7 separate regions of the Mus musculus genome follow, and all the other regions are linked to region 1. A link is a contact called in public HiChIP or PLAC-seq and promoter capture Hi-C data. All regions are on one chromosome and are shown on one strand. The core of a region is the stretch at or near the end of the contact, and the rest is flanking DNA. Distances in the headings are between cores, read along the strand shown.

The links. Promoter capture Hi-C pulls out the DNA fragments that hold promoters and counts their contacts. HiChIP or PLAC-seq counts read pairs in DNA pulled down with a chosen protein or histone mark. Capture Hi-C pulls out chosen DNA fragments and counts their contacts.
Region 2: a promoter capture Hi-C map of liver shows a contact between it and region 1, with 2.3 times the contacts expected there. The contact joins the enhancer-like site here to the promoter of Psmg3 in region 1. A contact is called at or near these places in 8 of 39 promoter capture datasets (the 3T3-L1 cell line, 3T3-L1-derived adipocytes, cranial neural crest and 4 more), 1 of 484 Hi-C or Micro-C datasets (cortical neurons), 2 of 115 datasets of contacts at active chromatin or transcription factors (pancreatic cancer cells and thymic regulatory T cells) and 2 of 9 other capture datasets (adipose tissue and liver).
Region 3: a contact with region 1 is called in an H3K4me3 HiChIP or PLAC-seq map of forebrain, with 6 times the contacts expected there. The contact joins the promoter of Ttyh3 here to the promoter of Psmg3 in region 1. A contact is called at or near these places in 9 of 39 promoter capture datasets (the 3T3-L1 cell line, 3T3-L1-derived adipocytes, cranial neural crest and 6 more), 10 of 115 datasets of contacts at active chromatin or transcription factors (T-cell acute lymphoblastic leukemia, craniofacial prominence, embryonic basal ganglia and 7 more) and 3 of 9 other capture datasets (adipose tissue, embryonic stem cells and macrophages).
Region 4: an H3K4me3 HiChIP or PLAC-seq map of embryonic forebrain shows a contact between it and region 1, with 2.3 times the contacts expected there. The contact joins the promoter of Lfng here to the promoter of Psmg3 in region 1. A contact is called at or near these places in 10 of 39 promoter capture datasets (the 3T3-L1 cell line, HPC-7-derived erythroid cells, cranial neural crest and 6 more), 1 of 15 datasets of contacts at CTCF or cohesin (embryonic stem cells), 4 of 484 Hi-C or Micro-C datasets (the G1E-ER4 cell line, cortical neurons and embryonic stem cells), 15 of 115 datasets of contacts at active chromatin or transcription factors (T-cell acute lymphoblastic leukemia, astrocytes, bone marrow-derived dendritic cells and 11 more) and 3 of 9 other capture datasets (adipose tissue, embryonic stem cells and liver).
Region 5: a contact with region 1 is called in a promoter capture Hi-C map of liver, with 3 times the contacts expected there. The contact joins the promoter of Chst12 here to the promoter of Psmg3 in region 1. A contact is called at or near these places in 13 of 39 promoter capture datasets (the 3T3-L1 cell line, the C10 cell line, the HPC-7 cell line and 9 more), 12 of 115 datasets of contacts at active chromatin or transcription factors (the NIH/3T3 cell line, T-cell acute lymphoblastic leukemia, astrocytes and 8 more) and 3 of 9 other capture datasets (adipose tissue, liver and macrophages).
Region 6: an HNF4G HiChIP or PLAC-seq map of pancreatic cancer cells shows a contact between it and region 1. The contact joins the enhancer-like site here to the promoter of Psmg3 in region 1. A contact is called at or near these places in 23 of 39 promoter capture datasets (the 3T3-L1 cell line, 3T3-L1-derived adipocytes, the C10 cell line and 15 more), 1 of 484 Hi-C or Micro-C datasets (palatal mesenchyme), 9 of 115 datasets of contacts at active chromatin or transcription factors (SST interneurons, bone marrow-derived macrophages, craniofacial prominence and 6 more) and 4 of 9 other capture datasets (adipose tissue, embryonic stem cells, liver and 1 more).
Region 7: a contact with region 1 is called in a promoter capture Hi-C map of hematopoietic stem and progenitor cells, with 4 times the contacts expected there. The contact joins the promoter of Snx8 here to the promoter of Psmg3 in region 1. A contact is called at or near these places in 25 of 39 promoter capture datasets (the 3T3-L1 cell line, 3T3-L1-derived adipocytes, the C10 cell line and 16 more), 5 of 15 datasets of contacts at CTCF or cohesin (the NIH/3T3 cell line, embryonic stem cells, large pre-B cells and 1 more), 77 of 484 Hi-C or Micro-C datasets (the AML12 cell line, B cells, the C2C12 cell line and 42 more), 24 of 115 datasets of contacts at active chromatin or transcription factors (the HPC-7 cell line, the NIH/3T3 cell line, astrocytes and 17 more) and 4 of 9 other capture datasets (adipose tissue, embryonic stem cells, liver and 1 more).

Annotation. Positions count from the first base shown.
Region 1 is chr5:139,824,786-139,829,106 of GRCm38.p6, forward strand. It overlaps Psmg3 (proteasome (prosome, macropain) assembly chaperone 3), which reads right to left and starts at 2,109. Exons shown (of 3, transcript NM_025604.4): 1 at 1,937-2,109; 2 at 1,343-1,579. The coding sequence starts at 1,558.
Region 2 is chr5:140,766,374-140,770,694 of GRCm38.p6, forward strand. The region is part of intron 2 of Gna12 (guanine nucleotide binding protein, alpha 12); the gene reads right to left. Among named protein-coding and RNA genes, the nearest start is that of Gm30745, 19 kb to the left of the region's middle. Within about 2 kb of position 2,233, at least 206 of the 459 cell types and tissues checked have an H3K27ac peak or open chromatin away from gene starts, as enhancers often do. A contact at or near this core is called in 3T3-L1-derived adipocytes, adipose tissue, cortical neurons and 3 more, where this site is marked.
Region 3 is chr5:140,647,273-140,651,593 of GRCm38.p6, forward strand. Ttyh3 (tweety family member 3) reads right to left here and starts at 1,759. Exons shown (of 14, transcript NM_175274.5): 1 at 1,433-1,759. The coding sequence starts at 1,555.
Region 4 is chr5:140,604,817-140,609,137 of GRCm38.p6, forward strand. It overlaps Lfng (LFNG O-fucosylpeptide 3-beta-N-acetylglucosaminyltransferase), which reads left to right and starts at 2,525. Exons shown (of 8, transcript NM_008494.3): 1 at 2,525-3,028. The coding sequence starts at 2,600.
Region 5 is chr5:140,503,415-140,507,735 of GRCm38.p6, forward strand. Chst12 (carbohydrate sulfotransferase 12) reads left to right here and starts at 2,195. Exons shown (of 2, transcript NM_021528.3): 1 at 2,195-2,282. It overlaps Gm38728 (a long non-coding RNA gene), which reads right to left. Exons shown (of 5, transcript XR_001785006.2): 5 at 1-9.
Region 6 is chr5:140,437,097-140,441,417 of GRCm38.p6, forward strand. Eif3b (eukaryotic translation initiation factor 3, subunit B) reads left to right here. Exons shown (of 19, transcript NM_133916.2): 12 at 189-311; 13 at 1,220-1,298; 14 at 2,817-2,955; 15 at 3,890-4,015. Among named protein-coding and RNA genes, the nearest start is that of Gm4869, 6.2 kb to the right of the region's middle. Within about 2 kb of position 2,610, at least 25 of the 459 cell types and tissues checked have an H3K27ac peak or open chromatin away from gene starts, as enhancers often do. A contact at or near this core is called in pancreatic cancer cells, where this site is marked.
Region 7 is chr5:140,386,949-140,391,269 of GRCm38.p6, forward strand. It overlaps Snx8 (sorting nexin 8), which reads right to left and starts at 2,360. Exons shown (of 11, transcript NM_172277.3): 1 at 2,200-2,360. The coding sequence starts at 2,293.

The DNA.
Region 1 (4,321 bases), core at 859-3,358:
CACGCTGAGCCCCACACCCAGCTTTCTTGTGAGTTCTGAGGACTCTCAGGCTGTGCTTGCAAGCACTGTATGAACTGAGCCACTTCCTCAGTCTCCATTGCTGAGAGCTACTTAGTCATTCATTCATTTGGTTTTGTTGAGACAAGAGCTTACTATGTACAGCTGTATTAATTGCTGTTGAGATGAGAGCTCACTACGTAGCCCTGTCTGATCTGGAACTTGCCATGGAGATTAGGCCTACAATCATCTCCCAAGTGCCAAGATTAAACATGAGCACATGGCTAATTAGGCTCTACTAAAATTATAAATGACTATTATAACATTTTATATAGATATCTTTATGTATCTATATAGAATATAATAAACATATCATATATAATATTATATATATTATATTTATGATATATATACACATATACACACACATATAAAAGAATACAACTTGTAGCAGTCAGCTTTCTCTGTCCACTGTGGGATTGTGAGACTGTACTCAGACTATCAGGCTTGCATACCCTTTAGCCCCTGAGCCAACTCAATGCTCCCTGCCTTTCTAACAGAGGGTGTCATGTAGCCCAAGCAAGCCTTATGGGAATGAAACTGAACCCTGATTCTCCTGATCCCACCTCCCAAGTGCTGGGACTACAGCAGCCAGCATGTCACCATAACCAGTAGTTTGCTTTATTTCTTCTCCTTCTTTTTTGCTTATGCAGGGAGAATAAGGTCTATCCCTTAGCTGGCCTCAGCTCAGTCTGATCACAAACTTGTAGCAATTTTTCTGCCGCAGCCTCCCCCTGAAAGGATTACAGGTGTGTATAGTCACACTGGGGACAAACACTGTCTGCTCCTAATGCTTTCCTTAAGAGACCTAGGCCAGCGTCTCACGCTTTCCCCAAACCCCCTAAGCTAGGACAACAGTGATTCAGAGCACCACGTGGACTGCATAAAGCAGACAGAGGGAACTGCCCAGGAGGCAGTATTAAGACTTTTCCTTGGTACCTCTGCCTACCGTCTCTCTGGTTACTCCTAATCAAGACAGACAGGCCTGCAAAGGGAACTGTTGTCAAGACTCAAGAAGCAGACATAAACATAGAGCCATCAGGACAGGGTCAAACTGAGGAAATGGCTATGTCATAAAAATCAATCCCTCCCCGAGTGTTGAGTAAAATGCTAACACGCTGGGAAAAGCATCACTCGAGCCAGCCAGGACACCCTCAGTCCAGAATGGCCCTGGAAAATGCTCACTGCGCATAGTTTGGGTACGTATGGAGTTGTGCCTATCAGGCACCCCATATCCCTATGGACAAATGACAGCAGAAAAAAAGATGCTCTCAACTCCCATTACCTCGTCCTGCCCGAGGAGGACTCTCGTGGTGAGCACTGGCTTGCTGATGTCATTGGCCACATTGCTGGGCTCCAAGGACACTAGCGTACCCATCTTCCCGAACTGGGTCACCACAACTAGGATGTGGCTGCTGAAGGCCGTGCAGACCACCTGGGTGGGCACACCGCACACCACTTCTGTCTTCTGTTTAGATACTACCAGTGGTTTGTCTTCCATGGTCCCGTTCTTCAGCGGAGGCTTTAGTTTTAAAAGAAAAGAAAACAAGGGATGGAGCAATCAGAATCGGACACAACCTGGAGCTCGACAGCAGAAATGACAAGCGGCCCATTCCAAGCTGCACGTGGTGGCACATGTCTGCCATCCCAGGACAGGGGACGCTGAGGCTGGAGAAGTCCCAGTTCGAGGCCAGCCTGAGCTACATGGGGGAGACCCTGTTATCAATACCACGCCCCAACCCAAAAGCGAGTGCGCGCATGCTCGTGCGGGCTTTTGTGAGCGTCTTTGTCCCGCCGCACTGCTTGCGATGACCGCCATCCCCGCGACTAGCTGTCCCACTTCCAGATTATCAGGGATGAGGAAAACGGCCGAGCTCACCGGGGAGCCCCGACGGCGCAGGACTGGGGATGGCTGGATCACTACTGACAGCAGTTGGGACCGAAACCCTCGGCAACCAGCGCTCACCCCACCAGCAGCGCCAGAAAGCGGTTTCAGGGAGCAACTAAGCCAGCAATGGTTTAGCAGAAGTCCCGGCGAGAACTTCCGGTTCCTGTCCGTTGGGCCTAAGGTCCGTAGGCCACGGCAGTCCCAGGGCCTAAGGTTCCGTGCTGCAAAGGAGCCGTCCAGGCTTCGTGTTAAAGGGACAGTGTGCCTCTCCGAGCTCCAGGATCTCGGTGGCGGTGCTTGACCACCTGTGTAGGGAGCTTTGTGTCCTAGCTGTGGACACAAAATAATATTTGTTTTAATATTATTAATATTTTAATATTTGTTTTCACTTGGTGTGTACCTGGCTTTGGCTAAGGCACACTTAATATACAGTAACTTGTTTCGTCTGTTTGTCTGTCAGTTTTGCCTCTTTTAGTCACGGTATCTCCGTGTAGCCCTAGTTGTCCTGGAACTCACTATGTCGACCAGGCTGGCCTCAAACTCACATATCCTCCCGAGTTCTAGGATTATTTCCTCCTCCTCCTCCTCCTCCTCCTCCTCCTCCTCCTCCTCCTCCTCCTCCTCCTCCTCCTCCTCCTCCTTCTTTTCCTCTTCTCCTCCTCCCCCTCCTCTTCTGTTTTTTGAGACAGGGTCACAAGTACCCTAGGTTGATCAAGGAAAATATTGAACTCCTGATTCTCCTTCCAAGTGCAGGGATGACAGGAACACACCCCACACATGGTTTGCTGGTGTGGGGATAACATCCAGGAGTTTATGTATGCTACGCAAGCATTCACAAACTGAGCCAAATCCCAACCATCATTTTTTTCTCCTTCCCTCTTTCTTTCATTTTTTTCCTTTTTTCTTGTGGGTATCGAGGAGCAAGTCTCATTTACACTAATTATTGTTCATCTTGCAGAATACTTAAAAGAATTAAACAGTATTTGTTTGTTTGTTTATTTATTTGCATGAGTATTTTTGCCTTCCTGTATATGGTGTCATGTGCATGCAGTACCCACAGAGGCCAGAAGAGGGTGTTGTGTTTCCTAGATTTGGAGTTACAGACAGTTATGTGCTGCCATGTAGGTGATGGGAACTGAACCTGGTCCTCAGCAAGAGCAACAAGTGGTGCTCTTAATGGTGACCTGTTAAATCAAAGCACTTTTTTCTTAAAATTATAGACTGTAAATTGAGCATATCCCCCTTCCCTCTATCTTCCCTTTTCTCCCCTCCTTCCTGTTTGTTTTCTTAAATGTACACCACACACACACACACACACACACACACACACACACACACACACACGGTTCAGTGTGACTATGTAAAATCTAGGCCCCACCAGTCAGAGAAAACATATGGTGTCTGTCTTTCTGAGACTGGCATAATTTGCTTAACACGATTATCTTCGGTTTCATCTACTTTCAAGAATAACATAAACTCACTCTTTTGTGTGTGGGTTCCTGTGTGTGTGTGTGTGTGTGTGTGTGTGTGTATACATATGTATGAAGGTCAGAGGTCAGTTTCCTCAGGCCCCTTCTACCCTTCTTCTTTCTTTTGTTCTTTTCTCTCCTTCTCCCCACTCTCTCTTATTTCCTTTCTTTAGGCAGAATCACACTGTGTAGCCTCGGTTGGTCTGGAACTCATTACGTAGACCAGGCTGGTCTCAAACTCAGAGATTCACTTGCCTCTGCTTGGGCGAAAGGTGTGGCTGCCACCATGCCCGTTATACCTTGTTTCTTGAGCCAGGGCCTAGAGCTTACTAATTAGGATAGGCTGGCTGTCGGCAAGGCTGGGGATCAGGTCTAGGTTTGTTCCCTTTCCCTAGTGCTGGGATTGTAGGCTGTACCAGACCTCCTGGATTTTCAATATGGCCTCTATTTTGTTTGTTTTGGGTTTTTGGTTCTCTCTCTCTCTCTCTCTCTCTCTCTCTCTCTCTCTCTCTCTCTGTGTGTGTGTGTGTGTGTGTGTGTGTGTGTGTGCTTGCAAGGCCAGATCTTAACTGACTGAGCCATCTCCCCAGACCCATCTCATTCTTCTTCATGGCTGAATCCCCACTGTGTATACACTACATATTTTCCTTACCCATTCCTTTGTAGTATGCCTAGATCATTTAATCTCTGCAGCTCCCTAAGACAGAAACACCGTGAGTGCCCTTTGAAAATAAAATGCTTTGACCCCACCCTCACCTTCCTGGACATTCAACTTGATGCCTGGCCCGGCTCCCTGACTCTTGTTGAGACCCAAAGGATGCTGGAACCTGGGTCACTGACCCTTATCAGGTCCCAGCTAATGCCTGGAACCCCTGATCCTCACTGAGGCTCAGGGGAAAGTAGGAGG
Region 2 (4,321 bases), core at 983-3,482, 940 kb after region 1:
TGTGTGTGTGTGCGCGTGCGAGAGAGAGAGAGAGAGAGAGAGAGAGAGAGAGAGAGAGAGAGAGAGAGATTGAGAGAGAGAACGATAAACAACCATCAGGAGTTGGCTCTAGGGCCTGAGTGGCACCTTTACCTACTGAGCCATTTTGTCAGTTCAATGTGTACTTTTCAAGGCTGATTATGCTAGACATTTCCCCTTTCCTAGTTTAATGACCCCAAACTGTCCACTGTCTAGTACCTGTGTAGACACCCCCAAGCAGAGAGAAGGACCTACACACACCCACTGGCTTAGCTCCTACTAAACAGTCAGCAAACCCAATCGTCTGCTGGGAAGTCCTAGCTGTGAGCCAGCACCTGTCTCTTCAGCTGTGTCTGGAAAGCCCCTGGACTTTTACCCCATTCCCAAATAAAGCAAAGACTTGGAAACCAAACCACTCAGCAGTTCAAGCCTCCAACATCCTTGTGTTAAGATATGAAAACCCGGAGCTGGGCAGCGGTGACTCACACCTGTAATCCCAGCACTTAGGAGGCAGAGGCAGGTGGATCTCTGAATTTGAGGCCAGCCTGGTTACAGAGTGAACACATGAACGAACCTGGGCCAGCAACATCCCAAACAAACAAATGAAAAGCTGGGGCTGCTAACAAAAGTGGTGGCAACAGGTCTGTGGTCACAACACTAGGGAGACTGAGGCAGGAGAATCAAGAGCACAAGATTACCTTGAGCTACGTAGTGAGACTCTGTCTCCAAAGCCATGGCTGAAAATTCAGGTTGGTGTGAGAATGCTTGTCTAGCATGCCAAGTCCTGACCCTATCCCCCTAGTACTACACCATACACACACATACACACAGGGTTCAGTAAAATCTCCTTTTTTTCTCAGTTGAAGAAACCAAAGTTTAGATGTTAATTTGGCCATAGTCAAAAAGCAAGTTAAAAGTAGAAAGATGGTTTAGTCACATAGTTTCCCACTCATGTGTGTGTGTGTGAGAGAGAGAGAGCGCTTGTCTCTGTGTGAGAGACACCTTGTCTGTGAGAGAGAGAGAGAGAGAGAGAGAGAGAGAGAGAGAGAGAGAGAGGGAGGGAGAGAGAGACCTTGTCTTAAAAGCTAAGCTCAAAAGCTAAGATGGAGAGAGAGAATAAAATTCCCAATGTTAACATTCTGGCTTCTACATGTATGTGTACACACGTGCACAAATATACTCTGTAACATATACAACACACACACACACACACACACACACACACACACACACACCCCTGAACTCTTCACCTCACTACATGCATGGCCTGAGAGAACAGAAGTGTGGACTACAAAAGGTTACAGATCAGACTCTGCCAGCAGTGAAGTGCAACCGTGTCTCCCACAGACTACACTAGGCCATCTAAATAAGGGCAGTAGCTCCTCTCAAAGAACAGGGGCACGGAGCTGAAAGACAATGAGGGGCCAGGCCTATGACGGTCCCTCCCATTTGCCGATGGCGGCTTGCCAAAGGGAAGGGGTCACAGCATCTTCCTGCTGGATATGACAAGGCCTTGACCTCCCCCACTCCAGGCTGAACAAAAGGGAAAGGAAAAGGCTCAAAGCAGCTTCTGCCTGCCAGACACTGAGTCATCCGTGCTGTGGGGCAGTGGGCTCTCTGAAGCAAGGAGAGGCAAGCTCTGCCATGCAGCCCCGGCGCTGCGGCCAGCTGGGAGGCCAGGCTGAGGGCAGGGAGGCCCAGGCTCCCCTGTAGGGCCTGTCCAGGCCTCCTGCTCCTCATAAAGAGCCCTTGTGCTGCCTCTTGCCTGATGCTCTGGCTCCTGAGCCTGTGGCCCCAGGACCACTGACTCAGCAAGCCATCCCTTCAACTAGCACTCTCAAGTTGGACTTGGACAAGGAGCTGAGATCTCCTTCCTGGCTTCTGACCAGAGATAACAAACAGAAGTTGCCTTCTCCTCTTCTCAGAGGCTCTCCCTTCTTGAATGTTCTGCTGATGAGAAGTTATCAGGATTTTAGGAGACCCCGCCCCAACTCACACACCCACACACACACCCGCACACGGTGGTGTGCACAGTGGTGTAAATAGCAGAATTGCTGTTCCCATGTCCCGCTGGAGATGTAGACACAGAATGACCTCATCTGACCATGAATGGCAGCATACACTTGCCAACTTGCCAGTGTGACAGCTTCACATGGCAGATGCTCAGCTCCAGCACAAATGGTCCTCTGAGGGATGCTTCTCTTGTTTGGCTCATGATGAGTCAAGGCCTTGTCTGACACAGTAAACATCCACTCCGGCTACTGTCTGAGGCTAACACTGTGACACACCTGCCACTCACAGACCAGACTCATGTGCACCAGGAAGGTGACACCAAGAGGCCCACAGTCTAAGGCTGGTTCAGAGCAGAAGAGGAGGAAGAGGAGGAAGAGAAGGGTTAGGATGAAGGAGGAGGAGGAAAGATGAAGGAAGGAAGGAAGGAGCAGCAGCTGACTGAGGCAAGAGCACCCTAAACTCAAAGCCAGCCTGGGCTGCATGGCAAGCTCCTGTCAAAATATAAAGCAAACTGAGGGCTGGGATGGAGCTCTTGGTGGAGCACTTGCCTGGCATGTATGAGGTCTGGATCTGACGCCTAGCACTACCCTCCCACAAAATAAACAAAGTTCTGCTCGTTTGTCACCAGCAGACAGCTTCCACACAGGTCCCTGTGGAGGGGAGTGCACAGGCCCAGGCAGGAAGAACTCAACAAATGAATGAAACTGCTTATATGAAACCAACTTGCCAACCAAGCAGAGTGCAAATCCTAGCTAACATCCCACTTTTCCCCTTTATGGATGTGAAGTAAACGCCCGGCCTAGCTTTTCATCTTCTAGAACTGGTGTCGGGCCAGGAGTGGTGGTACATGTGTGTAATCCCAGCACTTGGGGGGCTAAGGCAGGGAGCTCCTGAGCGATGTAGGGAAGAGTCTGTCTCAAACCAATCCGAACCAATGTGCCAGCTGTTCAAGAATGGAGACTTGGGGCTCCTCTGACAGCAGGGCCACTAAGAGGGCTCTTCACAGCACAGTCTGGAATGCTCAGAAGCCAACGCCAGGCCACCTCAGGGTACCTCCTTGGAGCAACATTAGCCGTTTATGCAGGAATAGCGCCAGGTGAAGTGTCATCTTCCCATAGCCTGAGCAGCAGGGACTTTTTGGACAAAGAGGACATTTGAAAGGTGTCAATGACTTGTCTCTCAAAGCAACATGTTTTCCACATTTTGGAGAATTTAACTTGATTTTTTTTTTTTTGAAAAAGTTCAAAGCTTGGTAAATAGAGGTACATCACAGAGTTTAGCTTCTTGAAGCTGGCTGGAGAAGATACACTATTTTTATCATATTCTACCCTATAGCCAGTGGGTTCTTATTTAGAAGAGAATGTTCATTGAGAAATTGGGAGGTGGGAATGGGGGCCAGAGCACTTGCTGCTCCTCCAGAGGACCGGAGTTTGGTTGACAGTGCTCACATCAGATGACTTACAACTGCCTATAACTCTAGCTCCAGGGAATCCAACACCCTCTCTGGCCTCTGAGGACAGCCACAAGCAAGTGTGCATGCTAATGTGCATCCCCATATGCACATTCACAAAGCGCTCTCTCTCAGGTTCAGTTGTCTGTACTAGCAAGGATAGAAAGGGGGACATCATAGCAGGCTTGTTTGCTGTTCATCATTCACAGCTCTCTAAATGCTTACCTAGACAGACTCCTCCCCAGGGAATGACCCCACTACAAAAATCAGCAAAGTTACCATTACCAAGAGGCTCCAGTTCTCACAGAAAACAGGATAATGCTGGACATAAGGGAGAAACCACACCCTAAAAGAATAAAGCCCTTAGTGAGCACTGTCCATATTTATCTCTCATTTAAAAGCTTCCTAACAGTATGGTCTCGTGGTTCAGGCCTGCAATCCTAGCCACTAGGAAGGCTGAGACAGGGAGATCTCAAGTTCATGGCTAGCCCGGGCACCTGAGTGAGACTGTCCCAAAATATACATCGAGAAGAGGGCTAGGATGGAACTCAGTGGTGATCCTGCCCAGCATGCACAAAGACCCAGGTCTAAGCTCCAGACAGAGCTGTTCACAGCAGCACTGTCCTTAGTGGAGAAAACACCGTTCATCCACACAATGTAACACAGCAACTAAAGTGCATGGCCTCCTGATATTGCACGCACGGAGAACTTGAGGGAACTCAAACATGTTAATGGTAAATTAAAGCAGTCATCTATGGGCCGGCTGGGGGGTTTGGCTCAGCAGGTGAAGTATCCTCAGAACCCACGGAAAAACCAGGGCATGGCAGTGTGTGTTTGAAA
Region 3 (4,321 bases), core at 509-3,008, 820 kb after region 1:
AGCAAAAGCAGGCAGGACCAGGCTCAACTGGGGCCACAGAGCTGCGGGCCCATAGATCTAAAGACCTACAGAGCCGGGCCTGAACCACTCACTACCTTCAGATTCCCAAGAGCTGCAGGGACTGAATCCTCACCCTTTCCCTGTCACTAGCAAGTTCCTCCTGCAGCAGAAGCAGGTGGCAGCCCACTGACCTCAGGAAATGCTACCTGGCTGCCCTGTGTGCCAGTGGACCATCAAAACTGACCATCAGGCAAACCCTAGGAAGGCAACTTTCCAAGAATAGCTCATAGAGTTCTTTCAAGAAAGAGCATAACAATACCATCACACAGTAAGAAAACCACACGTGTCCCTCCACCTCACCCGGGCCTGGTCTTCCCCACAAAATCCCCAGGTGAGGTCCTGGGTCCCGGGTGCATCTCCTTGCTGTCTTTCAGGACTCAGGTTTTGCTCTACCCCTCACACCTGTTCTAATCTGCTCAGGAACACCATCAGCTACTGGAGCTGGGGTCAGGTAGGCAGAGAGTGGGAGCAGGGACAGTCCTGTGTTCTCTCACCCTCAACTTCAGTAAGATGAGGATGGCGGCAGAGATATTTGGCACAGCCCCAGGAGTACTTGATTCCCAGGCTACTGTCTGTCCCAGGAGCCGCCGGAGAGAAACTGTGAGGTGCTTAGTGACCAAGTGGGCTGATCATTCTTTTTTTTCTGGAATCTGGAGCAGGAAGGAAAAGCCCACAGCCCTAGTCCCCCTGCTCTGCACTCAAATGACAGTGGTTCAGTAGTGGGGGTGGTGCTGGGACTTGGCAGGACGCCAGACTTAGGGCTTCGCAGGGAGAGGGCTGCCAAGTGCCCCATGGCCCCCAGCCCAGACGGAGGCCCACTCACCCCACTTCAGCCAGGCCTCATTTTCCACCCTGGGTAGAGAGACTGCTGGCACCCTGGTTTCCCACAACCACACGACACCCTGTGTACATCCCACAGCCTGACCGTGAAGCAAGGGGTCATTAGCAGCCACAGAAGGCTGGCGATGGCCCAGGCTCCTCACCCACCAACAGTCTGGCAAAGGGATTCCCTAGCTGGGGAAAGAGAACGAGGAATACCCTCCTGCCTGAACCCAGGGATCCAGCCTTGGCTAGCGGGGGCTCTGCTGGGGAGAAGCTGACTGCCCAAAGGATGAAGACGGGCCTACCAGGAACCCATAGGATCAGAAGAGGGTCTATCAGGGGAGGGAGGCAGCTCCGTCAATCCGGATCGGAGGCCCTGGTGACACAGAGGGGCTGAACACCTTCCAGGGGGTGTTCGACATTAATCCCTGGAAAGGTTATCAGTGAACGGGAGGCGACTCCTAGAATGAAAGGGGATGGGGAAGCTCCAGCTCCTTGGGAGGGGCCATGACCCGGGGCCCCTGACCCCGCACCCGGGGGCGCGCGTCACCTGCTGGTAGTCGGCGTCCTCGGGCCGGAATTGGCTGCTGGTGGCCTCCCACCGCAGGTCGAAGTGCGGCAGCCGGTGCAGGAGGCTCACCCACCAGGGCGCCGCGTAGCTGACCCCGGCCATGGCGGGCGGGCGGCCACGGGCGCTGCGCCGGGCTTCCCTCGCTGCCGGATGCACGGGGCTCAGGGACCCGCCGACCCCTGCTCAGCTGCCCTCATCGTGCCCGCTTCCAGGGGCCCTGGCCCGGCCCGGCTCGGCCCGGCTCGGCCCGGCTCGGCTGCGCTCGGCTCCGCTCGGCCGCCCGCGCCCGCCGCCTCTTTGTTCACCGCCGCTGCCGCCGCCCCCTCCGCGCACCCGCCCGCTCGCCTTCAGGCTCCACCCCCACACCGCCATAGGCCCACCGCCCTCAGGCCCCACCCCAACCGCCCTCCCGGACATTCGGCCCCGCCCCACACAATGCTATTGGTCGGCACCACGCAGACCCCGCCCATACCAGGGCAGTCTCTGCCTCCGGACTGCCATTGGCATTTCTCCCATAGGCCCTGCCCCCTGCGTTACCATTGGTCTTTTTGCCTACACCTCTCGGTTTAGGCAGGACCCTCAACCTCTTCAGCCATTTCTTCCCTGTAGACCACGAAGGCTGGAATCCAAAGCTCACGTGTAGCATCCTCTCCGACCCATGCCTTTGCTCTCTGGTTTGATCCGGTTTCCACGCAGCCCTCATAAGGACCTGCCAGGGAACCAGTGACCTGTCTCTAGGATGGACATGATCTGCATTCGGGAGCTGCAGCTGTGTGCTCTTGGGCGAATGACTTAGCCTCTCGGTATCAGTGTTGTAGTCTGAGAAAAGGCGTTGCGGAGATAAACCGAGTGTGAAGTGCTCAGAACAAAGCCTGGCGCATAAGCCATAAAGCCGCGTGTAAGGCGATAATGGGCAGATAGATTGAATACCCACCTGCTTTAATTTCAGTTATGGAACCAGGGCCTTACGCATGCAAGCCAGGCACTCTACCACCGACCTAAATCCCCAATCCCCTGTTTTACTTTTTCTGTCGCGGGATCTCTGTAAATTGCTCAGCCTAGCCTCAAACTTGGCAGTCCTCTTGCTTCAGCCTCCCAGGTACTGGGATAACAGGCCTGAACCGCCGCACCTCACTTGCTTGCATCATTCTAAAGATGCAAAAGGAAGATGTAAAGAAAGTTCCCTGTATCCCATCTTGGAAACTAGGCTACTGGTCAGGACACAGCCTATAGAAAGGTCATGGGGGCAGGGGGGCAGTTCTTGCTTCTCCCCGGGTGGAGCGAACATATCCACTTGGCTCTGTGCACTCACAACCCTGGGGCCTTATGTTCTTAGAAACTAGACACATGCAGCTTCTCCATCGGCTAGGTAGCCTCACTCCTCAGCTGGACAGTGGCTTCCTGACAGACCTGTCTTTCAGTTCATGCAACTGCCTGAGGCATCTCCTTCCTTGCACTCTGGCCCGAGGGCAGGGGCCCTTTACAGAGCTGTGGGTTTCAATGTTCTGGATGGCTGGAGGAAGCTACCTAGCTGGGAATCAGCCTGCAGCGATAGGTAAGAAGTTCTTAGGCTTCTTACTCCAGGGCCACACAGCAATGGCTGTTCCCCCTCGCCCCACCCCCAGGCCGAGCTTTCCTCCTAGTGTCAAATGAGCACTTGCCAGACAGAGTCAGTGCAGCAGGTGAGATGCCCGCACCTGGCTAGATTTCCTGTAGAGCCGAGAGTAGCTCTGCCCCCAGCTCTGCCTTTAGGAGTCCAAAGATGAACAGTAACATCAGAGACGGTCATCACAGGCTGGGAAAGTTTCTGGCCTCTGCTTCAGCACCTCCCATAGAGAGCCCTGCATCCTTGCTTAGTCCCAACAACAGTAACTGATGTCCAAGGTTCATACACATAGATGTGAGATCTGGGAGTTACCTCTCCCATCACCAGAAGTCTCACCAAAATGGAGATTTTCTTCTGATCAGGCTACAATACCTGTGCATTACATACTCACTATGATGGACAAATTTCATACCCCCAAAAGATGTGCAAAAGCCAGGTATGAAGTCACACACCTGGGCAGCTGATCACAAGTTTGAAGCCTGGTACATCACATTGCAAATCTGAAGTCAGCCTGGGCTAAGCTTTAAGACCTTATCTAAAAAGGGAGGTGGAGGAGGAAGGGGACACAGGAAATGTGCTAATTTTGATTCATTAGTCGTGTGTTTGGTCAGTGAAACCCTTTCCTGGGGACAACTCCTGAAGGAAAAGTTACAAGGGTCTAAAGTAGAAGAAGCAGGGAGGGTGGCTGAGCAGGTAAAGGTCTTGCAGCCAAGCTTGATGGTCTGAGTTCAAGCCCACCCTCCACATGGTCTCCACGGGAGACTCCACACATTGTTCCTCTGACCACCAAGTGTGCGCTGTGCACAGAGTAAAAAATTAATTGTAAGGGCTGGAGAGATGGCTCAGCAGTTGTAAGCACTGACTCTTCTTCCAGAGGATTCGGTGTCAATTCCCAGAACACACATGGCAGCTCACAACTGTCTGTAGCTACAGTTCCGGGAAATCTGACACCCTCGCACCAGCATCCTTGTAGGCAAAACACCAATGCACACACTAAAAATGTTTTTAATGTAATAGAGAAAAGGTTCCCTGATACACGGCGTCGAACAGGACAGATAGCACGTCCCTGGTGGAACTGAGTCCCCACCCTAATGCTGCTCCGTGAGTTACCGCAGAGAGGAACCTCAGGAAATTGGCAGCCTGTCTCCCGGGAGAACGGGAGTTAAAAGAGAGAATGCCAAGTAGTGGCTGTGGGCACAGGGCAGGAAGGAAGGCCCTCCACCCTGCCCACTTTGGCTAGCTCTGTCTGGCCAGAGCTGTGG
Region 4 (4,321 bases), core at 1,275-3,774, 780 kb after region 1:
ACCAGCTATGACTTGGTCAGGTGGGTATGGAAGGAAGGCATAGGTAGTTTGTTTCCTCTCCTGCCGTCAGAGACTTGATAAATGCCCACGAAGGTATCTTCCCTTTGGTTTAAATGGAAGCCATGCAGAAAGTTAGGGTGATTAGGGGACTTGAGCTATTGGGAAATGAAGACATTGTATGTGCGGGGTGGGGGGACACGGGGTAGGACCACCACAAGACATGTGGATACCAGGAGAGTCTTGAATTCATAGGTGACAACAGAGAGTCATGCTATAGTCTATTCTGTGTCTGTGTTTGTGTGAGAGAGAGACAGAGAGAGACAGAGAGACAGAGAGACAGAGACAGAGAGACACAGAGAAAGTAGAATGGAGGCTGCCAAGTGGTCCAGGAGAGGGGTCTCAAGGAGGAGCCTTAGACCTAAAACACTCGGAAGACACATAGATAGTTTTTGGTGGGAATGGATTAGCCCCTGAGGCTGAGGCTGGAACTGGGGTGAGTTTATTTGGAGAGCAGTCCAGCAGATAGCAGGTAGGACTTTTTCCTTGTCCTTGAGGGACCAGGCTCTGGCAGGAGGAGGAGGGGTTTATAGCAGGAGGTGACGCCATGGGAGCTTTGTCACTCGGGCACAGCCAGCACCATCTGCTTAGGCATCTGCCTACCAGAGGTGGTGCCTCCTAATTACCTGGGGGGAGGGGTCAGGAAGAAGCCTGGGAACCACCATATCCCACTCCCTCCCACCACAGAGGGGTTGCAGTGTCCCACAGGGCCCTCAGAGCAAATGGACCAGAGATCCACTCCTGGGTGGGGTGGGAGGCTGGGGGGTGGGGTGGGGTGGGGAGAGCCTGGCTACACATCAATTCAAAGTCATTTTATTTTATATTTGTGATAGGGTCTCATGTAGCTCAGGCTGGACTCAAACTCACTATTTGCCAAGGAATATTTGGTGCAGAGATGAACCGAGGCGTCATACATGCTAGGCAAACACTTTACCAACTTTGCCAGATGAGGTACATTTCAGGCGCTCTTTTACACGGCAGCAGGGGCTGACCCGATATTCACTCTGTAACTCAGGCTGCCTTTAAATGTTCAGCAATCGTCCAAGCCTGCTACATGGGCTATCATGTCTGTCTTCATTTTGAAAAGAATTTTGTTGAAAGCAGGTGTGCGTATGTGTATGTGCGTGCGTGCGTGCGTGTGTATAAATGTGTGTTGCTCAGGCCAAGTTGCACGTGTGGAGGTCAGAGGGCAACATATTGTTGGTTCTTTCTGACCATGTGGGTCCTGGGAAATAAACTCAAATCTGCCTAGGTGACAGTTGCGTTTGCCCACTGAACCATCTGGCCAGCCCCTGCAGTAAGTCTTTACCTGATCCAGCCTGATGCCTTCTTTTAACCTCCAAGAGAGGGACGGACATTAAGAAGAGTGTAGTAGAGAAATAATTAGAAATGATACTCCGGTCTAAAATATAAACGCTAGGGAGTCGGCGACAGAAGGAACAGCAGTTTATCCGTGGTGGCAGGGTGGGCTCAGACTTCCTTTGAAGGGGGACGCGGAAACTGAAGCCAACCAGACCCAGGGGCAGCCAGGCGGAGAGCCGCCCCCAGCTGCGCTCCCGGAAGATGCAGCAGGCTCGGGCTCGGACCCTGCTCCCACTCCAGGGGACCCTTGGCCATTTCCGGACCCGTAGCCTCTCACCCTACCATTAGGCGCACATTCCTGCCGCCCCCGCTCGTGCTAGGCGCAGGCAAGGCCCCCGCCCGTGGGAAGGGGGCCGTGTGCCGGGGAGGCGGGTCTGGGATGGCGCACAGCTGGGTCACATCTGGTAGGAGTGCGGAGGAACCAAATGGAACAGAAGGTAGCCTTTCATCCTTCGAGGAAAGAGGCTGCTTGAGTGTCTCCTCGCTACGGGGTGCCTGAGGTTTTTGGGGACCAACCCTCCCCATTTAGGAACATGATGCCAAGACAGGCCTGCCTGGGGGAGGAGGGAAGGATGGACCGACGGAGGGACGTAGAATTTTGTCACTGATACCCTTTTGCCTGAACTTCAGGTCCACTCCTAAGACATAAGTATCAGTAAGGGCAGCTCAAAATTAATCGCTCAGGACACACTGCAGGCTACCACTTTGGCTCAGTCAGCACCGTTCCCCAGGGAAGGAAACCCGCTCGGGGACAGGAAATGCACAGCGAGAAGCCAAGGATGTCGCCCGCGGAGGAGCACTGGCCCTATCACCCAGGTCCCAGCTTCGGGGGCGCGTCCTCCACGTGCAGCCGTGGCGGGCGTTGGTCAGGCTGGGTGTCTCCCAGAGCAGCTCCGGAGGGTGACTCGGCGCAGGCGGGACAGGCTCGTGCACAAAGGGGGCGGGTGCCGTGGGTACCCCAGCTGGGTGGTTCCCAGCCCCTTGTCCGTATCCCACGTGGGAAGGAGAGATCTCCCTAAAGGTTACGCCCCAAGGCTAGCAGCCAATTAGCGCGTGGAGGCGTGGCGGGCAGGGGAGGTTTAAGAGTTCCTGAAGCGAGAGGCGCGCAGCTGGACCGGGAGCCTCGGGCAGCCGGACCAGTTGGCACTGGGATAGATATTACGTGCGGCCGCCGGCCACCATGCTCCAGCGGTGCGGCCGGCGCCTGCTGCTGGCGCTGGTGGGCGCGCTGTTGGCTTGTCTCCTGGTGCTCACGGCCGACCCGCCACCGACTCCGATGCCCGCTGAGCGCGGACGGCGCGCGCTGCGTAGCCTGGCGGGCTCCTCTGGAGGAGCTCCGGCTTCAGGGTCCAGGGCGGCTGTGGATCCCGGAGTCCTCACCCGCGAGGTGCATAGCCTCTCCGAGTACTTCAGTCTACTCACCCGCGCGCGCAGAGACGCGGATCCACCGCCCGGGGTCGCTTCTCGCCAGGGCGACGGCCATCCGCGTCCCCCCGCCGAAGTTCTGTCCCCTCGCGACGTCTTCATCGCCGTCAAGACCACCAGAAAGTTTCACCGCGCGCGGCTCGATCTGCTGTTCGAGACCTGGATCTCGCGCCACAAGGAGATGGTGAGACCCAGCGCGGCCTGGGCAGGGGGATGAAGTGGGGATCACCCTCTGGTCCAACTGGTGACTGACGATAGCGGTTCCCGATGCGTTAATTGCTTTGGGTCTATCTGGGAAACGATGACACTGATAAATCCCATTACAGCCCCGTGTGGCTGCTGGGGTTCACTTTGCCTTACTACCCTGGAAGCTTCCTTCCGTGTTGCCCAGGGTCACCCCAGCCACATGCTCTGTGTCTGGATGAGTCGCCTCCAGCTTAGGGCTGGCTCTGTAACGCTTCTCCTAAACACTGGAGTGAATGGCCATATTTGTTCCTAAACTTTTTCGAGCAAATTGGCTCAGTTCCATCCTGGGTCCCCTTCACTCCCCTTCCTTCTTCCTGGGTGGAAGGTACGCCCCCTTGAAAGGGAGGGAGGAAAAGGCATAGCACACCCCTGGACCAGGCAAAGTGAAAGAAATGGGTGCTAGTTCTCCAGACTTGCTCAGAACCCTGACTTCAGTAGCTCAGCTCCCCCACCTCCTGTTAGACCAACTTCATACACATAATAAAAAGACACACCCCACTTTGAAAATCTCCCTGGAGGCTACAACAGGACCGTTGGGGCGGGAGAGCAGAGTGCACTGCGTGTGTGTGTGTGTGTGTGTGTGTGTGTGTGTGTGTGTGTGTGTGTGTGTGTAGGGGTGGGGGTAGATATTTGGTGTGAAGACTAAGACTCACTTTCCTTCCTGACCCAGCCCCAGTGAGACTTCGCTTTAGGACAGTGGAGGTTAAGAGGACAGGCTCCTATCTAGTCTTGGTCAAAGAGGGGCCCTGAGAACCCCACCGTAGCCTCCTGAGAATGAGGCGTCCCTTTCCCAGGGGCTCAGCAGGCCTTCGGGAGGGGGCAGCGGGGGGCCATGGGTTTTGTTTGGCTGTGGTGCCGTTAGGATTCCCAGCGCTAGGCTGCTCTCACGCCGGCCCCTTGGGCAAGGCAACAAAGCCCCTTTCTCCAGCCGAGAAAGGCGTCGGCCTCTTGTGTACAGCTATGCGCTCCATGGGAACCGTTGGCTGGCGTGCTGGCCACTCAGGTTGCCTGGTGATGAGGGGGCCTCTGTGTCCTCCCCCCAGCCCTGAATGACAGCCCTCGTGGGGCACGATCCCTGAGCCAGGGCATTCCCCCACCCCTTCATTCAGCCTTCCTGCTGTGTGATATTGGATAGCATCTATCCCACTCTGGGCCACTATCGGTTCTGAGAAACTCTTATTCAGGGATTTGGGACTCAGTTGGACTGTGTGGTCTGGTGAGAAGCCTAGGG
Region 5 (4,321 bases), core at 945-3,444, 680 kb after region 1:
CAGTTCCACCTGCAATGGAGACCACCCGGTTGCTCGGAAGCTTCAGTCGACTTTGGTGTTGTCAGTGATTACATAGGCCTGAGCCATCCCAGCAGGTATGTAACAGAGAATAACATCTAGCTAGCCCAGGATGCCCTCAGACTTGCAATCCTGCCTCCCCTGCCCAAGTTACCAGTGAGCACCACACCTGCCTAAACAAAATGCAATAGGGTTTACTGGCCAGGCATAGTGGTGCATGCCTTTAACCCCAACACTTGGGAGGCAGAGGCAGGCAGAGGCCATGGTGGAGGCAGAGGCAGGTGGATCTCCGTAAATTCTAGGACAGCCCCAGCTATATAGAGAGACCTTGTCTAAAAAAATGTAGTATATAACATTTATGCTTTGTTTGTTCATTTGTTTTGTTGGAGACATTGTCTCATGTAGCCCAGGCTATCTTCAAGCTCACTGTACATCCACAGATGATTTTGTTTTTTGTTTTTTGTTTTTTCGAGACAGGGTTTCTCTGTATAGCCCTTGCTGTCCTGGAGCTCACTTTGTAGACCAGGCTGGCCTCGAACTCAGAAATCCGCCTGCCTCTGCCTCCCGAGTGCTGGGATTAAAGGTGTGCACCGCCACGCCTGGCTCACAGATGATTTTGAACTTCTGATCCTACTGCCTACAATTCCTGAATGCTGGGGTTGCAGATGTGTGGCATCATGCCTTGTTTATACATTGATAGAGATGGAGCCCAGGGCAGAGCAAGCATTCTACCCCCCCTGAACCACACCTGAGCCCTCGAACTTACAGTTATAGATTGAATTGTGTTCTATCTTCCAGCCCCAAAAGGAAAGAGATGTTGGTGCTCTAGCTCCTAGTGCCTTAGAGATGACCTTATTTGGAGACTGAGCCAGGAGAATGGTAATGAAATGAGGTCATGGGATAGTCCTGATCTTGTCTGGCTGTGCCCTTATGAAAATGGAAATCTGGGCTGAAGTACGCAAAAGGGAGGTAAAGAGAAGGGCTGGAAGATGCTCCTGCAGGGCTCTCTGCAAGAACCAGCCTGCTTGCTACCTCAACTCCTGGCATCTGGCCTGCAGAACCCTAGGAAAAGAGCTGTCCATAGTTGAGGCTGGGTCTGTGTTACAGTTAGAGCAGCCTGAGCAGGTCACACGCACACATGGCAACCCAGGGGACTCAGCTGTAGGTTTTGAATCCTAGTTAGTAAGATGGGATCATCTGCCACCAGAATATAATAAATCTTCCTAGGTTCTGTCCTCTGCCATTCTGTGTCATACTGCTACAGAAAGAGGCTTCTAACCCTAGGCACTGGGAGAGCCCGTTGGCTCGGAACCAGTCCCCTGCTTTGGGAAGGCAGCTCAGTGCTGGGATGTTAAGTGTGCGTCACCACGCTAGCTTTCTTTTGCAGGTGCATGTGTGCACCTCATGTGTGATATGTGGGACTCAGAGGACAACCTCAGGCACCTTCCAACTTCTGTTTGAGACAGAGCTTCTCTTTTGTCTGAAACTTCACCATATAGAGAGGGCTAGGGAGCCAGCAAGCTCCAGACTCTCTCTCTGCCTCCCGGTCTTGCCATACAGGCAAGCACCACGGAGCCTGGCTCACGAGCATGGGCTGTTCACAGGTTCTGTGGATCTGACCACAGTTTCTCACCTTTGTGAGGCGAGCACCTCATTTACCCACTGAATCCTCTCCCCATACCTTGTTTGTTTGTTTGTTTGTTTGTTTTTGAGACAGGCTCTCATTAAGTACGGCTAACCTGGAACTTCCTATCCTACTGCCTCAGCCCCTCCCGTTCCTCCCTCCCCCCTGCCAAGTAGCTGCGGTGACAGCTTGCACCATGCCTGGCTCTCACTAAGAGCTTTACCTGCATGGTCTCTCTTAAGCCCCATAAACTCTGACAGGATTGTCAGCTTGCACAGCCCACGTTGCAAGTTCAAACTGCGAGACAGGCAACGCCCCTTGAGATCAGCCACGCCCCCACTCCGGATTGGTTGCTGCAAAAGGGGCGGGACGCTCAGGGATGGTGGGTGGGACCAATCTCTGGCCGTAAATAAGGTGCCACATGGCACTGGCTGGCGAGGGCAGGAACGGGGAGAAGTGCGCAAGCGCATCCAGAACGGGCGTAGTCCCGCTCGTTAGCTCTCGCGAGAGGATGGAGGGAGGTCTGCCTGGGGGCGGAGCCGCGCCTCGGGCGGGGCTGCTAGCGGGAGGAGGCGATTTCGGCTGCAGAATCAGCATCACCAGCAACAGCAGCAGCGGCGGTGACTGTGGCGGGCGCTAGGTGAGGAGCGCAGGCTCGAGCAGAGCGAGGGGTGCGTAGGAGTCCCGAGTCCTAGGGTGGGGCGATGGTCCATGGTTTGGCGATGCAGATTGGTACCTCCTTCTGCCTGGCTTAGGCAGCTCCCACGTGGTCCCGGGTTCGAATCCCAGTTCTGTCCAGCTGGCTGTGTAACCTTAGCCAAGCGTGCACCTTCTCTGAGCCATCTTCTTGTGCAGCCCTGCAGAATGCGTGGAGGAAGGTGTGGCCACTTGGCCGACCTCCTTTGCAGTAGTAGCGGCTGGCTCGGAGGTTGGGAAAACACCTTCCCAGTTTTGCCTCTGGCTGTTTGGGTGTCCAGGCGAGAAAGCAATTGTTCAGAGACTGTTGTGCTGCAGTGTCCCGGCCAGACCTTGCAGGAGGCTGTCTCCGAAGCCAGGTTTTGTACCGAGCAAGCACTGGCCCCACATCTCACCCCAGTCTACTGAGCATCCTCCTGCCCTGTGCATTGCTGCGGGTGCCCCCAGCAGCAGCCTCATGCCTGGTGGGCCACAGGAAGCCGCGCATTAGTGGCTAACAGTAGGACCTATCTTCTCTTTGGGCTTCTGGCCACGAAGACATCGCTGGCAGACCTTGGGTTCCTTCCGCACATCCGCCTAGCTGTCGCACAGAGAGCTGTAATGTTTGCACCCTTCTTAAATTATTTATTTTATAATCCCACGCTGCGCTGGGAGCCCCGGAATTGAGTGGGAATGTCACCCTCGGGGGAGAACGGGGCTGTGAGCCTTCCATTGCTGGGACAGCACCGTGTGGCTCCAGCCTAGGTAACATGAGTTAGGGCCCTGTTTCCGGGTGTGAAGGAGAGAAAAAAGATTGTTGGGAAACTGCTATGTGCTGGGTATGATACTGCAACTTCGCGAGTTGCCTAAGGTGGAGCGAGTTGCCTAAGGTGGAGCGTGGTGCCAGTTCTTGTGAGCTTAGGCAAGAAGATTGCTGTGAGTTTGAGGGCAGCCTGGGCCGCATAGTGAGGTTCAGGCCAGCCTGGGCTACAGGGTAAGACTCAGACTTAAAACAAAACAACACAAAAATTACAAAAGGGCCTGCCTGTACCTTCATGTTTAATTTCCTTGCTAGGATCTGGGGCTGAGCTTGCTTGTACCCGTATTGTCATGTCGCTTTCGTGGGTCTGCATCTTCAGTTTCCTGCTGTAAGGGCAAACCACCATATTGGGTGGAATGCTGGGAACCATGGGCCCTGGGTAGCTCAGGTCGTCCTGGTTCAGGGCCACTTGAGTGCCAAGTGTATGAAAGACGTTTGCGGTATGCAAAGAGAATGCCAGGAAAGGTGGCACGTACCTGTAATCCCCAAGAGGTGAAGGCAGGAGGGTCTACAGTTGAAGTCTAGCCTGGGCTACATAAAACCCTGTCTCAAAGAAACCAAACAAAAGAAACCCTTAGCATTGAAGACTGGAAGCAGCTAATTCAGGAGACGTTGAGTTGCTGTGCTCATGAGGGGTGGGGCCTGTGGGGGAAAGACTAGTTTCTGGAGGGGCGGGCAAGGAGTTGTGTGCATGTCCATGTGTGTATGCAGGTGCATTGGAGGTCAGAGAATAACGTTGGGTGTCGTCCTCAGGAATGCCATGTCCTTGCTCTTAAACAGACTGGCCTAGAGCTCACCAATTGGCAAGGCTGGCTGGCCTAGGGTTTCAGGCACACAGCACTTAATTGGTTCTGGGGATCTGGACTGAGGTCCGTGTGCTTGCGTGGCAAGCACTGTACCGACTCGGCCATTCTCCCAGCTCTGGGAGGACGGATTTCTGCTTGAGAAGAGCCTTATGCCCTGCTGGAGACCAGGTTCCATTGCTGGAGATTGCAGTTGAGGTGTGATGGGAACCAGGACCAGGTCTGTCAGAGGTAAACTCGTGATGCTAGAGGGAAGGGCAGGGAAGCTTGGGGTGTAGGGAGATGCAGTGCATGACATTGTGGGTGTGGCTCAGTGGTTAGGGGAGGTGGTGCAGAGCCAGAGTTCCCCCAGGGCTTCTCTGGGCAGTGAGGCTCTCTGTA
Region 6 (4,321 bases), core at 1,360-3,859, 610 kb after region 1:
GGCATCCCAAGCAGATTAAAGCAGCTGCTTCTGAACTCTGCTGACTTGACTTGGCTTGGCTTTGCTGTCTGTGCTCTGCTCTGCTAGTGCATTAGGAGTGCTGCTCTCCAGCTGAGTGGAGGTCTTTGGAAGTGGGGCTGGGGTATGGAGCAGTATAGCAGCTGACTTCTCCTTCCTGTTGATTGTAGAAACCATCATAGCCTTTGCCTGGGAACCCAATGGCAGTAAGTTTGCCGTGCTTCATGGTGAGGCCCCTCGGATCTCTGTCTCCTTCTACCACGTGAAGAGCAACGGGAAGATTGAACTCATCAGTAAGTAGTCTGCCCTCGGGGGGGGGGGGGGGGGGCGGGTCCAGCTGTGCATCAGATGCTGGCTGGATGCCGAGTCGGGGTGACAGAGGGGGCGCATGCTTTGTGTCCACTGAGCCCTTTTTAAGTCAGCCTTTACTGCCCCTGCCTTTCAGCCTGGTTTAGCCCTCAAGTCCTCTGAGGCTCCAGCAGGAAGGGGGTGTTCTCATTCCCGTTTGTGCAACAGTGCTCCCCTAAAAGACAGTGCCCCCTTTGGCATGGGGGCAGCGTGTGGCCCTGCTTAGACTCCCAGAGGGCTGCTGCTTACTCTTGTCTTTGTGCCATGACAGCCCCACAGCGGGTTTAGAGCCCAGGACAAGCTGAACTGGGATAGATCTGCAGGGTTGCCCTAGGCTGGGTTTCATAAGTTCTGCCATAGAGGTCACATTGCGGTTTTCTTGGGCTCAGAACCTTCTGTGAACAGTGTGCTTTCCTGTCACCGAGTCTAACCATTTGCGACAGGATCAGCTGGCTGTGTTGTAAAGCAAGTCCGTCCGTCGTGTAGTTGGTGCTTTGTCAGTTGCACCCAGGGTCGGGGTGACTGGGAAGACGGTTTGATTGATGTTCTGTGGTAACGTGGCCCACACGTTATGGTGGACACCAAGGGCTTGTGAGATAGATGGTCACTGTATTTGCTGTCAGTGCGTACTTTACATGTGAAGTTGAAAATAGTATCTGCTAGGTTTCCATCCTAGCCAGCAGCCACCACCCAGAAGCATCCTGACTTTAGGTATAACTGAACGGGGCATGGTTTTGAAGGTTCTCCCAGGGTGGCCCGTGGGTTGGTTGGAGTCGTACGTGGACTTTGTCTGTGCCAGCTCTCCTCAAGAGAGGCTAGCTCAGTCCCCCAGAAGTACTTGTTGTTCTTGCAGAGATGTTTGACAAGCAGCAAGCCAACACCATCTTCTGGAGTCCCCAGGGGCAGTTCGTGGTGCTGGCCGGGCTGAGGAGGTAGGTCGGGGCCCTGCCCACTGTGGCTGCGCCCTACTCCTGAGGGTTTGTGCTGAGGGGGAGCGTTGTCATCTCACTAGATATTTGTCACAGCTGAGCCTCCGGCCACAACAGGCTGATGGAAGTCGTGACTTGCAGATGATGTGTCCTCTGTGATCATAGCCTTGTACCCCTCCTGTGAATCCCGCATCTTCCAGTGGGACAGACGTTAGCTGGAGGCTGTCCTCCCGTCTGTGGTTGGGGTGCCTATCTCTTGTTGCCCTGCATCCCAGCTGAGCACACAGGAGTGGTGAGCAAGCCCAGCCCTGCCCTCTGGTGGGAAGGATGGCTGTGGCCAGCTGAGCACACCGGAGTGGTGAGCAAGTCCAGCCCTGCCCTCTGGTGGGAAGGACGGCTGTGGCCAGCTGAGCACACCGGAGTGGTGAGCAAGTCCAGCCCTGCCCTCTGGTGGGAAGGACGGCTGTGGCCAGCTGAGCACACCGGAGTGGTGAGCAAGCCCAGCCCTGCCCTCTGGTGGGAAGGATGGCTGTGGCCAGCTGAGCACACCGGAGTGGTGAGCAAGCCCAGCCCTGCCCTCTGGTGGGAAGGATGGCTGTGGCCAGCTGAGCACACCGGAGTGGTGAGCAAGCCCAGCCCTGCCCTCTGGTGGGAAGGATGGCTGTGGCCAGCTGAGCACACCGGAGTGGTGAGCAAGCCCAGCCCTGCCCTCTGGTGGGAAGGACGGCTGTGGCCAGCTGAGCACACCGGAGTGGTGAGCAAGCCCAGCCCTGCCCTCTGGTGGGAAGGATGGCTGTGGCCAGCTGAGCACACCGGAGTGGTGAGCAAGCCCAGCCCTGCCCTCTGGTGGGAAGGATGGCTGTGGCCAGCTGAGCACACCGGAGTGGTGAGCAAGCTCAGCCCTGCCCTCTGGTGGGAAGGATGGCTGTGGCCAGCTGAGCACACCGGAGTGGTGAGTAAGCCCAGCCCTGCCCTCTGGTGGGAAGGATGGCTGTGGCCAGCTGAGCACACCGGAGTGGTGAGCAAGCCCAGCCCTGCCCTCTGGTGGGAAGGATGGCTGTGGCCAGCTGAGCACACCGGAGTGGTGAGCAAGCCCAGCCCTGCCCTCTGGTGGGAAGGATGGCTGTGGCCAGCTGAGCACACCGGAGTGGTGAGCAAGCCCAGCCCTGCCCTCTGGTGGGAAGGATGGCTGTGGCCAGCTGAGCACACCGGAGTGGTGAGCAAGCCCAGCCCTGCCCTCTGGTGGGAAGGATGGCTGTGGCTTGTGCCACTGTGGAAACTTCTCCAGATGCCACAGAGCACTGTGTACACCATCCATGTCCTGGGCCCAGCCTCAGGATGTCCTTAGGAAATTTGTCACTGTGAGGGCAATAGGGCCAAGGCTCAGGGAACTAACTACAGCCCAGCAGAGTCCTCCATCCTTTCTCACCCTGTGACTCAGTTCTCAGTTGTGGTGAGGGGCATTGGACTCCCGGTGGGGGTACAGGGGATTGTGGGATCAGCTGCCCTGTCACCCCACAGCATGAACGGTGCCTTGGCGTTTGTCGACACTTCAGACTGCACCGTCATGAACATTGCAGAGCACTACATGGCCTCCGATGTTGAATGGGACCCAACTGGCCGCTACGTGGTTACCTCTGTGTCGTGGTGGAGCCACAAGGTAGAAGATGGCAGGTGCTGGGCCCTTAGAGAACGAAACCTCTCAAGGCTGGTGACAGAAACTGTTCCTGTGGGGCTGTTATATCCAGGGATCCCAAGCTGAGGGCATTATTCACAAACCTCGCGCAGCTGAGGGGTCAGCTACCAGAGCATTGGGCATGTCTGCTTGGCTGGGCCTGCTGGAGCACTGTGCCTGTGTTTACTGTTAAGTAGACAGTTGAACCAGTCCATGAAAACAAAACCTGTGAGCTCAGAGGGCTCCAGCTGATGAGATGTGACCCCTTGCTTCCCAGAGTCCTTGGGTAGTGTCTGGAATAGCACTCTATACTCAGGACAGGATGTGCTGTCTAGGACCCATCCCAACACTTATGTAGCACATTGTAGGACTGGCAATGTCAGTGCATAGCATAGCACCTGCCTGGGTTCCATCCCAGCATCTCCCACCCCCAAAAGGGCCGAGGGGAAGGAAGTGAGAGTCTTTAAAGCCTATGTGGGGCTGTTCCATTCAGTTCACAAAGCCCCTGAAGAGATGGTTGGCAGCAAGGAGCCCAGCATTTGAGTTGAGGCGGAGCTCCTGGGAGGCAGAGGCAGGCGGATTTCTGAGTTCGAGGCCAGCCTGGTCTACAGAGAGGGTTCCAGGACAGCCAGGGCTACACAGAGAGAATCTGTCTCTAGAATCTTGCGGAGAAAGCTAAGCTGAAGTTGCTGCTGTTCTCATTGGCACTGCTGTGAGAGTTTCTTGTCATAGACCAGTGGGTGACGAGCAGGCCCAGGATCCTTGCAGCATTGTTTGCTAGCCATCTTTTCTGCTGGAGGGGGAACACAGCCAGGTGCAGGTGTTTTTGTCCAGAGCTCAGGTTGGTGCTGTGGCTGCTAAGAGTAACGGTCCAGGGCAGCCTTGCACATTTTGCATGATGGTTCCCACTGCCCTCTAGGTGGACAATGCTTACTGGCTGTGGACCTTCCAAGGTCGCCTTCTGCAGAAGAACAACAAGGACCGCTTCTGCCAGCTGCTCTGGAGACCAAGGCCCCCAACACTCCTCAGCCAGGATCAGATAAAGGTCTGTGGTCCCTGCCTGGTTGGGGTAAGGGAACTGTTGTGGCACTGAAGGAAACCAAGCATTTGTCCTGTGACTGGACAGGGGCAGTCAATGGAGAGTGGAGGTAGGACGTGGAGAGGGCTCTGAAGAGATGCAGGGCCAATGAGACCTGACCCAAAGCCATGTTAGGTTAGGCAGTGCTTATAATCCCAGTAGGCTGAGGCAGGAGGATGGTGAGTTCTTTCCAGACTCTGACATATAGCAATAGGATGATCCTGCCTGTGTCCTCTGCTCCCCTCCCCTTGCACCTTCTTCCCCCCCACCCCC
Region 7 (4,321 bases), core at 1,110-3,609, 560 kb after region 1:
TGACACTTTGTTTTCGGCAAGTGTAACTTGCTCTGGACCACTGACCTCTGCTCACACAAGGTGCAGCCATGTGTGATAGCATGTACCTACAATCTCAGCATCCAGAAGACAAGATACGGAGAACAGGAGGACTATGGGTTTGAGGCCAACCTGAGTTACATAGCAGACACTGTCTCAAAAATAAACAAATAAGGCTGATTGTGGTGGCACATGCCTTTAATCCCTGCAGTCAGGAGACAGAGGCTGACCTCTATGAGCTCAAGACCAGGCAGGTCAGCACACTAAGTTCAGTTCTCCTGAGGACCAATCTCCTGCAGCGTATACACGGTTCACCTTTCGAATAATGGATCTGTGTGCTGAAAACCACAATGAGCCCATTTTCCTCCCAGCAGTTCCAAACCGCTACAAACACAAACACTACTTTACGCATGACTACTACCGGCAGCTCTGAAGGGGTAGCCAAAGTGGAAATCTGCTATGTACCCATAAGTCACACTAGTTAATCCTTTGAGATGTCAAAAATCAGCCAACTGTGAAGGTGGAGGCTACTAGGCAAAAGGTGAGGAGGAAGAGGAGGAGGAGGAAGAGGAAGAGGAGGAGGAAGAGGATGAGGAAGAGGAAGAGGAAGTGAAGTGAAAATCAACCTGTGAAAGTTCGCTGCCTGAGCTCTTTACCTCTGAAAGCAAAGCCATCCTCGGGACCAGGTGAGAGGGCTCAGTGGCTACCTGCATTCACACACACAAGCCCACCCACCTCAAGCTCCATCCCTAGAACTCAAGGAACAGTGGAAGAGAGAAGTGACTCCACAAAGCTGTCCTCTGACTGCCATCCCTGTGCCATGCCACACTGTTCTCAAGAACATCACACACACAAGAATACGTTTTCCCAAGAGTGATTCCCAAAGGTGTTTTGACTCTAGTCCATCCAGCCAAAGGCTCCACCAAGACACACTCCAACTAAGTTTCTTGCAGAAGGAAGAAAATCTCCTTCGCCACATCACCAGCTTGGTGCCAAGTTTCATACATACAGAAGGAAGTGACAGGTTGAAAAACCCATTTTCCTACTTACGTGGCTACTGGGATGGCCTGTCAATCGTGAAGGACTACATGGCTGTGACTAACACACAAGTCACACCACTGCCCAAGATCTGTCAAAAATCTAGACGAAATCCTTCCTAACGTCAGCCATTAGCTGAGTTCTCTAGGAAGTAATATGGAAGATCCCAAATTTGCCAAGAGAGCTCTAACCCATCACCACTGCTACAAGCCACAAGGAATTGCTTTATGAGTCAGGCAGGGGCTCAGAGCACAGGCTCCAGAGCTCTTGCAGAGGACAGGAGTCTGGGTCCCAGCAGCTCTACTGAGTGGCTAACAGGCAGGTGAAACTTTGGCCTCTCGGGAATCTAACACATCTGTCCTCCAAGGGCGCGCGCGCACACACACACACACACACACACACACACACACACACACATACATATACACAGTTAGAAATATTTTTTTAAAAAAGCATTCTTAAAAGGCATAAGTAGCTCTGGATCAGTCTCCCTTTCTCAAGGCGCCCAGGTATAGGGACTTAAGTGGTGGCTCAAACATACAACCTCAAAAATACAATGTTTTACCCAACAAGACCCAAAGACTGTTGACCAACTCCGAGGGGAGTTTCACCTTCTCTCCATTCTTCAGAGGCGTTCATTGACATCCTCCTCCCTCCCCTGGGGTTAAAAGTACTACCCTAAACCCTTCGTCCCAAGAGAAGAACCTGTCTTTCCACCAATGCTCTAGATGGCCATACTCAGCGACACTTGGCCAGACCTGGCTGGCACACACCAGGCCCAGCTCCACCCTTGCGCCTCTGGCCACATGGATGCGTCCCCACAGTCCACAAAGCCGGGGACCCCAGGAAAAAGAGTCTGATACCAAAGACACATCCCTTTCCCTGGACATGGTCACACATGAATATAAACCACTCTCTAGACCACGTCTCCAAAGTGGGGTCAGAAAAGACCCAGGTGCAACTCCACACGGCCGCTCGCTAACGGAGGGCTGAAGAGCAGCGTCCCAGGGAGCAGCGGGAAGAGGCTGGCCCCAAGAATGTCCACCCCCCCACCCCGGCCAGGCGAGGTGTGGCACTGACAGGTGGTCCCCGAGTGTGAAGCACTTGGCTCTCCGCACAGGGCCATCGGGCCGCGTGCCCTACCTGTCGCCGGCGGATCCGCCTCCTCGTCAGCCTCCGCCTCAGCAGCTGCAGCGACTGCCGGCGAGGGCAGCGGGTCCATCGCGCGGCCAGTCATGTGAGCCCGCTCGCCCACGTGACTTCCTCCCGCGCCCGCCCGGCCAGCCCCGCCCACGCCAGCTCTTGTCCGGCGTGGCCACGCCCATGCCAACCTCGCCACGCCCCTCCGCTCACCCCAAGCAGTAAGACCACGCCCCTACCCACGAGCCACGCCCCAACCACGTGGCCGCGGCCGGGGCAGCGTTCAGCAGCTCTGGTCCAAGACTGAGTGCTAGCGCGAGTACCGCCCCAGCTGCTTAGTGCCACCTCCCTCCAGTGCGCACCCACCTCCCCGCTCTTAGCCAGCAGCTGTTACTCATCTTCTTGCCCACCCTCTGACCCACGCTGCCATTCATTTTTGCATTCGCTTGCCCACTCACACATGCTCTGTGAATTCCGGGGCAGCCCCTGTGAAAGGTGCTACGGACATTAGAACAGTGTTCTAGTACCTTCTGGGATTTGGAGCGTGAAACATGGCTAGAGAGTAGGTCTTCTGACTATAATAGGTCTCTGAAGATTACTGATGAGGAACAACATTCCATAATTGTTTGCAGATAACCAGGCCATTCTCCTTTCTGTTGGGGATTGAGCCCATAGGCTCCCACATGCTGAGCTGGCCCTCTACCACTGTGCTATGTATCACCAGCCCTTTATTATTTATTTGTATATTGTTGGAGATAGGGTCTCAATATATAACCCTGGCTGTCCTGGAACTCACTATGGCTAGCCTCAAACTCAAAGATCTGCCTGCCTCTCTCTCCTGAGTGCTGGGATTGAAGATGCACACCAGGACGTTGAGCTTTATGTATTTATTTTGACTCGGGGTCTAGTTAGCCAGGCTAGCCTTGAACTCACTCTGTAGCTAAGGCAGAACATCCTCCTGCCTCAGCCTCCCTAGGAGCTAAGTTGAACATACATACCTCCAGGCCTGGCCCTCTGACTGACAGAGGGAAGCAAGGATGTAAGAGCACACAGGAGCAGTGTCTGACCCGGGGCTGAATATGAGGACTGAGTCTAGAACTGCAGGAGGAGGAAGAGGAGGAGGAGGAGGAGGAAGAAGAAGAGGAGGAGGAAGAGAGAGAAGAAGAAGAAGAAGAAGAAGAAGAAGAAGAAGAAGAAGAAGAAGGAGGAGGAGGAGGAGGAGGAGGAGGAGGAGGAGGAGGAAGAGGAGGAGGAGGAGAACAAGAAGAAGAAGAAGAAGAAGAAGAAGAAGAAGAAGAAGAAGAAGAAGAAGAAAGGAAAAAGAAAGAAGGAGAAAAAGAAAAAAGAAAGGCAACCTAAACTGCATATAGATACATTATCTCAAGTAAAGGAAAAGCAAAAAAATATCTGGGAGAAGAAGAGGGTTATTAATAAGACTCCATCAGAACAGTTGGGTGTGGTGGCGCACACCTTTAATCCCAGCACTCGGGAGGCAGAGGCAGGTGGATTTCTGAGTTTGAGGCCAGCCTGGTCTACAAAGTGAGTTCCAGGACAGCCAGGGCTACAGAGAAACCCTGTCTCGACTCCATCAGGGAAGGCCTTTCTTATTTCACAGTAAAGACCTCGCCTCTCCAGATATTGATGTCTAATGATTTCCATGGAGTGGACTGAAGGCTCCAAGGTTGGAGCCCTAGGATGCCTCTCAGTCTCCCTGCTGGTGCCTCTAAAGTTTTTAAAGCCCTAAGCTTGGCTGTAGCTGCGTCTAGTTCCCTTTATTTTCCAGGACTACAATCTATTGTGTAGAAGTGTAACAGAGCCCCAGATCTTAGCTCCATCATGGAAGGAGTATCCAGGCTATAAAACTCAGCACAAAACACCACCTGCCAAAAATGAAGACCTGATCCATCAAAGCCCATAGTTCTGGGAAAGTGCTAAGCTTGCTTTTCAGCTTCTGTAGTTCTGCTTCTGGCTAACTGTCCTTGTTAACCGAAATATGTCAACCCAGACATATTTGGTTTTCATGCTTAAAAGCTCACCCTAAGAGAGGTTCAGTGTGACACTGGGATCCCGTCAGTGTAATCCCCAGTGGGCTAATACTTTCTATTGGCTTAAGCCTAAGCCAGAG